Regions from separate parts of the Sus scrofa genome. Here region 1 is linked to region 2. The links are chromatin contacts, called in public HiChIP or PLAC-seq maps. All regions are on one chromosome and are shown on one strand. The core of a region is the stretch at or near the end of the contact, and the rest is flanking DNA. Distances in the headings are between cores, read along the strand shown.

Region 1 (3,517 bases), core at 287-2,786, 1.0 Mb before region 2:
CATTTGTGAAGCAGAGGATGACATGAAAATCTCATGTATGGCCTTATTTATTCCTGAAATCTCTCAAAGCATTCTGCTCCAGCAAACACCTGGCACTTCACCAAACATGGCAATGTCAAACCTTTCAGCCACACTATCAAAATAAGACATACATGTTCCTGATTCTCATCCTTTGATTCATTCATTAATTTCCTATTGAAAAAATTGGTCTACAGCATACCAGGCACTGCTCTAGGTATAAGTTCCTACTCTCATGAAGCTTACATACTAGTGGGATAAACTAAACAAATATGTGTACATGTCAGGTGGTGATAAACACCAAGAAGGAACATTCAACAAGGGGAGGGAAACCACCATTTATCGCTGCTTCCCGTTTGCCTTTCTTCACTTCTCCATGAAACTTTCCTTAGTCTTCCAAGCAAGAATAAATTATTCAATGGGAAAACATTCAGCATTTTCTGAGGATCTATGTGCTAGGCATAAATAAGTCATAGCTACAAACTATAGTCCAAACAGAGAGAAAGATGTTTATTTCGCAAACATTACATAACACTATATGCCTGACAATATATTCAGCGCTTTACAAAAATCAATGCACTTCTCATTACAGCCCTAGAAGGCTGTACATATATGGAAAATGAAGCACAGAGAGGTAAAGTAATATGCCTGAGGTCACACAGAGTTACTGGCAGGGCTAACGCTGGAACACGGTCCGTGTTCCTAAACACCAGCTCTGGGTTATGCCACATAACTGCTAAAAAGCAATCTCCCTAGACAATAATGATATGAACAAAAAGCTAAGGTGCACGTAGGAGCAGGGACCTAAGAGAACAAGCAACAGTTCCTTAGAGAAAGTGATGCACTGCCTTGAAAGATGTGTTCTGTACCTCTACTTGGCAAATACTATGTGTCTATCCTAAGAGAGGGTAGCTAGCTGTCAGTCCTAGGAGATATCCTACTGTATCCTAGTAGAGGGGGCACTATCTGTTTTCAGTCCTGCAAACACCTGGCACACCACTAGGTGTTCAACAAAAATCTGTGGAACAATGCAGGAGTGGCCAGCACTCAGAACAGAGGGTTCCTTCGACAAAGAGCTTGGTTCCTGTCCCCAAGATCCCAAAGTCCCAAGCCACTCAAACCTGGCCAGTGATGGCCCTGGCAAGCTACCCAGAGGGTCGGATCCAGGCAGAAGGAAACCTCCCGGCCGACCCTCTTTGCCCCACGCCCCCTGCTCACCTCCCCCCACACATTTGCCCCACCAGATCCCCCTCTCCTTACTACCTCCGGGCAAGAGCAAGGAGGCCGAGGCAGCGGCGGCTTGGGTGACCGGGATAAAGGGCACGTTGAAGCTGAACTCCGTGGCCGAGGAGGAGAAGAGTAAGTTGGTGCCCGACGAAGACGCGGAGGCGGCGCCGCCACCACCGTTAGGTTTCCTCTCGGCCATGGCTGCAGCCCACCGTCCGTTACACGTCTCCAACTGGCCGGTGCCGCACCACCGGCCGGAAACCGAACACAGTCGGGGCCAACACACTTCCGCACTTGCGCACAAGGTGCCGGAACTCCGTGCGGCTGGTCAGCTGTAGTCTCCTTACCCCTCAGAGGCTGCCAGAGATCAACATGGCGGCGCTGGCTTCACGCCCGCGTCCTAGCACGTGACACCCTCGACCGCAGGCCGGGTGTGGTGGAAACGCTGGTCCAGGCTGGGGCAGGAGTGTGGAAGGAGTGCTTTGGGTAGTTGGTTAAGGCATGAACTGACGCCGAAAGTCTCGGGTTGCGGGGGTGCTCTGGGCGTCCTAAAAGTATCCACAGGGGCGGTTAACTGGATAACTGAAGAATTGCTGAAGCCGGCAGGCGCAGGTACCAGACAGAGGGAAGAAAAAGTGTGGGCCGTTTGTAGCAAAGGTCTAGCCAAACACAGCCACTCTAGCACACACATCTGACCCGCCCACGCGTCTTCCTGGGCTGGACTGAACTCTTGTCATTAGCCAAAAAATAGAAATGGTAAAACTTCTGAAGTCTTTACGCCAAAGGAAAGAAAAAAAAATGTTTTTAAGAGAAACTATGGAGTTGACATTAGGCATGTGACTTTTTAAATAGCTTTTTAATACCTGTCTACAAAATCCGACTAGGTTATTTCTAAAATGCACTGTGGATAATTTGGATATAAATGTAATCTTTCACAAAGTTAGAGATTATGAAAGAAAAAATAACTATCAACCTCTCGGAGTGGGGGAGGGGGGATAAAGAAATCCCAAAAGATTTCATTGGGCATAATGAAACTACTCTCTCCCGTAGCTGTTCACACCTATATAGTACCTGTTTATTAACTAATTCAATAACGATGTAATGTGCTTACTGTCAAAGAAAAACAAAGCCAGACACTAGTCTAAAGCAGTAAGGATAAATTTTATTCAGTAATAACTATTGCGTTAGGGAAGTGGGTGCATCATGAACTGAACTGAACTTCCCCAAAGCAAAAGGCTGTGGGATGTGCTAAGGCAAAGGCACTGAGGGTGCCACAGGGTGTTGGTCCATGTCACTGGTCCACCTGGGTTTGTTAATTGGCACTTACCAGCAGGAGAAATAAACTTTCCATATCTTTATGACAGGCAGTGGTACAAGTGAGAGCAAGGTACCTAGGAGGCTGGGAGGAGACAGCTCTCAGGTCCTTGAGAAGAAGTTCTGAGTGACAAGATTTATATCTCGAAGGGGCGAAAGGATTTGTCATTGCAGCTTTTTAAAGTAACTGCTGTAAGGGAGGTTGAGGGGGCCATATGCCTATCACCTGGTTTGGATTGGAAGAGTAAATTCCCCTGGCAATGATGGCCTTTCTTAGGCAGGGATTTTAAGGTGGACAGGGTTCATCCTGGGGACATGTGCTTGAGCTACTAGTAGCCATGCTGGTGTTTGGTCAAGGAGTCTTTGTCATTCCTATGGGTGGTCAAGGCACTATACTAAATGCTAGGGATACTGTGGTGTATAAGATAGACACAGGACCCTTCCTTCTTAGACTTACAATCTGGTCAGGAAGACAGACAACTAAACACACAATAACAATAAACTGAAGTGTAGTGAAAGTTTTAATGTGGAATTTCCCAAAGTGTGTTATGTGGAATATTGACACCATCGGGAGAGGGAGGTATAACCCTTCTAGGGGAAGGATAGCAAGTATTTAGAACAATCAGACCGTCCACAAAGGCCTACCCTGTCTGGAGTGATATGAAAGTCTCTCCTGAAGAAGAAATATTGAAGTCGAGAATCTGAAAACCCATGAGTAGAAGTTAACCAGAAAAGCTTGGAGGAGAGGGGTTGGAGGAGGTGGTAAGAGACAATTACAGATAAAGTTACAGTATGTAAGGATACTTTTAAGATGCCACATTTGAGCGTTAAGGACAGGTTACAGCATGGCTGGAGCCCAGTGAGCAACTGGGAGAAAGCTGGGAGATAAGAACTGAAAAGTAGACCAAGGCCAGATGATAGAGTGTCCTTATAAGGTAAGAGCAAAAGGGACTCAAAG
Region 2 (3,475 bases), core at 444-2,943:
AGCTCCCTCCTCTTTCCTCTAATAAGGATGCTTGTCATTGCTTTTATGGCCCACTTGGATGATCCAAGATCTCCTCAAGATCTTTTAAACTTTTATTAATTAAAAAAACTGTAGTTTATTTACAATGTTAATTTTTACTGTGAGAATCTTTAATCACATCTGAGAAAGACCTTGTTTCCAAATGAAGTAAAATTCACAGTTCCAGGGATTAAGACATAAACATATCTTTTGGGGAGCTACTATTCAACCCACTGCCAACTATTAAATATGTAAAAACCACCTACTCTGACAGTAGATCTTTCTTTTGTCAACTTTTGCTTCAAGTATTTTATGACCATGTTATTAGGGATATATTTATGACTCTTGTATCTTCCTTGCATACTTAATCTAGTTATTCCCACTCACCCACCTAGAAAGTCTATGGATGACAAACTATCGGGTTGTTCATCTGAAAAAGACTATAATTGGTCATTCTGCTTCCTTTTCTTGCTGGGCATAGAATTCTCAGGTTACATATTTGTCTCCTTAGCATTTCATTCAATAGTTTTTTACTTGAAAAAAATTTTTTTTCTTTTCATATTCACCAAATGTCCCAAGGCCAGAGAATTAGTATAGTTCCAAGCCTGGATAATTAAAAAAAGTGTGCTGATTCCAAAATTTTGTCATTAAATATTATGAGGGCGTATTGTCTGAAGTTAAATCATAAGCGATTGCTATAAATGTTTCATTAAGTATTTTACAGAATATATGGGGAAAATATGTGTAGAGAAGCTGAATCAAATGGGGACACTGAAGTCTATCACAGACAATTTCTGAAGTAATTCTGAAGTAATTCTTCACATCTGTGGAAATAAAAGACATGCTTAAATGTAATAAAGGGTTTTTCTAGGCCACCTTATCACCAGCAATGAGAATGATTTTCACAATAAACAATTACGACCTATATTGTCACATAATATACAGCTATTGCTATAATTTGAGAATTCAGAGAAATCAAAGAAATTACAATAGTTACATAGTCTTTATCTGTCCTTCAAGACTCTCATAACATAACCTCAAATTCATAGTGAGATTTGTGACCAGCATACGGAGAGTGGCATTTTTGGTAAATTTTTTGGCCTCAGGTACGCAGAGTTAAGGAACTTAAAAAAATCCACTAATAGCTCAAACGCATTAATTTTTTTAAGCCACCCTGCTGTTTCGGTTGTCACTCTTGATTTTGAGGGTTTGGATCACTTGGGCTGAGGCCTGGGAGCAAAGGCCGCCCAGGCCAGACCCATCCGTTTTATAGCGCGAGACCCCGAGTCTCTAATGGCCTGCGAGTTCCGTAGTCAGGCAAAGGCCGGGCTGCGAGGCCCTTTGCGGTGCGAAGGCTCGGCATTTCGGGAGAGCCAAAGAAAAACACCACCAAGACGCTGAGCCTGGGTTACACGAACCAGCGGGGAGTCTCTGGGCGCATCTTCAGCAGCCAGTTGGACCCCCCGTCGTCCAGGTAACCAAACTGAGAACGCGCGTGCGCAGCCAAACTCCTCTATCACGTGAGGGTAGGCCGGGGGCGGGGGCGGCGAATCCTCCTCCTGACTGGTCTCCCAGTCACTCTCTGCGCGTGGCCAGCAGAGGCTCTACTGCTTGGAGGTGACGCACAGCGCCCGCCCCTTTTTGCTTAGCTTTCTCGCGGTTGGTTCCTCGCGCCACGTGCCCTCCTGGGCCGCTCCCCCAGCTGCCCTTTCCAACTGCCTGTTGGAAGCTGCTGTAAAATGTCGTGAGGGGCGCTGCCGCTTTACGGCTGCCTCTCCCCAGACTGAGCCCGGGAGCGACCGACCACCGCGGTCAGCGCTGTCTGTAAGAGTCGGCCCGGTGGAGACGGAGAGCCCCGGTGCACTGCTGCCCTCCCTGCCGTGCCCGTTCCGGCCCTCGGCGATGTGAGCTCGAGGAGGCTGCGGTGCCCCCCCCTCCCCCGGCCGGGGTTGAGACAGGCGGCAGGTGCCTGTGAGGCAGGCGGGTGCTGGGGGCCTGCAGGATGGAGGAAAGCATGGAAGAGGAGGAGGGGGGCAGCTACGAGGCGATGATGGACGACCAGAACCACAACAACTGGGAGGCCGCCGTGGACGGCTTCCGGCAGCCCCCGCCACCCCCGCCGCCCCCCTCTTCGATCCCAGCTCCTGCCCGAGAGCCTCCGGCGGGTCAGCTGCTGACGATGCCTGCGGTCTCCGTGGACAGGAAAGGCCCCAAGGAGGGGCTCCCGATGGGGCCTCCGCCACCGCCGGAGGCCAATGGGGTGATCATGATGTTGAAGAGCTGCGACGCGGCCGCCGCCGTGGCTAAGGCGGCCCCCGCCCCCACCCCCAGCTCCACCATCAACATCAACACCTCCACCTCCAAGTTCTGTGAGTCCAGCCTTTCGCCAGCAGCCTTAGCTTTTCTCCTCCCCGCTCGGACGTCGAACCCACCCCCTCGGCCAGCCCCGCTTCCTTTGTTTCTGGCCTGGGTCTCTCCTCCCCTCCCCGACTCCCTCCCCCATTCGCTTGGTGTCTGCGGCCAGCTCTGAAGCGGCCCTGGCTTCTTGTATTACCTGGCTTAGAGGAGCAGTCTGATTGTGCACACTGCCCCAAGTTCTCCTACAAACGCGATCGTATCACAACTGGCTATCTCTCAACGTTAGGAAGCTCTTTTCTTCTCCATTCTCCCTTAAGTTTCACTTTCAAACAAGAAAGGAAAATAAGGCTGCCTTAATTTCGTTAGGGAGAGGCCTTCATTCGTTTTTTGCAGCCAGAGGAAAAAGAAACCTGGTGACTTGTGTTCCTGTGCTTTTAGCCAGTCTGCGTTAAACAAGTCAGAAATTAGAAAGTTGACCTGTTCTACACTTCGTTCTTCCTCCAGTGTACGCCTTCTGCATCCTGCTAGGGAAATGTAGGAGTTGCTTCTTGAGTAACACCAGTGCAGCGGGAGCTGCGACATCAGTTTTGAAGTTAATAATGTATAAAATTACTTTTTCAAAGCCTACACTGGTAAGAATAAGCCATTCGGTGTGTGACCAAGTCCAAGGTTATGTTGAATGTTGAACTTTATGTTAGTGATCTGCCTTAACTCTCAGTTGCAGGCAGAAAGATTTAGGACCAAACTCTGTTTTGTAACTGAAACTGTCTTCACAGTTGTTGTATGCTTCCACAGCTAGAAAAAAGAGTGCTTTTGCTTTTTAAGTGGGGTTTTTTGGAGGGTAGTGGTTGTGAAAATAGATCGTCACAGCCAGATTTTTCTCTCCTATTAATAATGCAAGTTTTGAATGACATCTGGTAAAGCAACTGGAGATTTCATTTCTAGTTACTAATTTTATCAAGCTGAACCACTAATTGTCCAATTAGCTGTGCAGAGAAAGTATCTGCCTTGCTGCCGATACACAGTCAGAGCCTTACATATTTTTTTTTTTTTTGAACAAGCACTTAATTTTATTTGCCTTTGAGATACTGCTTTAGAC

Evidence for each region. HiChIP or PLAC-seq counts read pairs in DNA pulled down with a chosen protein or histone mark.
Region 1: a contact with region 2 is called in an H3K27ac HiChIP or PLAC-seq map of alveolar macrophages. The contact joins the promoter of SEC23IP here to the promoter of CACUL1 in region 2. A contact is called at or near these places in 2 of 5 promoter capture datasets (fetal liver and liver) and 1 of 2 datasets of contacts at active chromatin or transcription factors (alveolar macrophages).

Annotation. Positions count from the first base shown.
Region 1 is chr14:129,756,298-129,759,814 of Sscrofa11.1, reverse strand. It overlaps SEC23IP (SEC23-interacting protein), which reads right to left and starts at 1,536. Exons shown (of 20, transcript XM_021073464.1): 1 at 1,282-1,536. The coding sequence starts at 1,444.
Region 2 is chr14:128,747,323-128,750,797 of Sscrofa11.1, reverse strand. It overlaps CACUL1 (CDK2-associated and cullin domain-containing protein 1), which reads left to right and starts at 1,693. Exons shown (of 9, transcript XM_003483565.4): 1 at 1,693-2,387. The coding sequence starts at 2,021.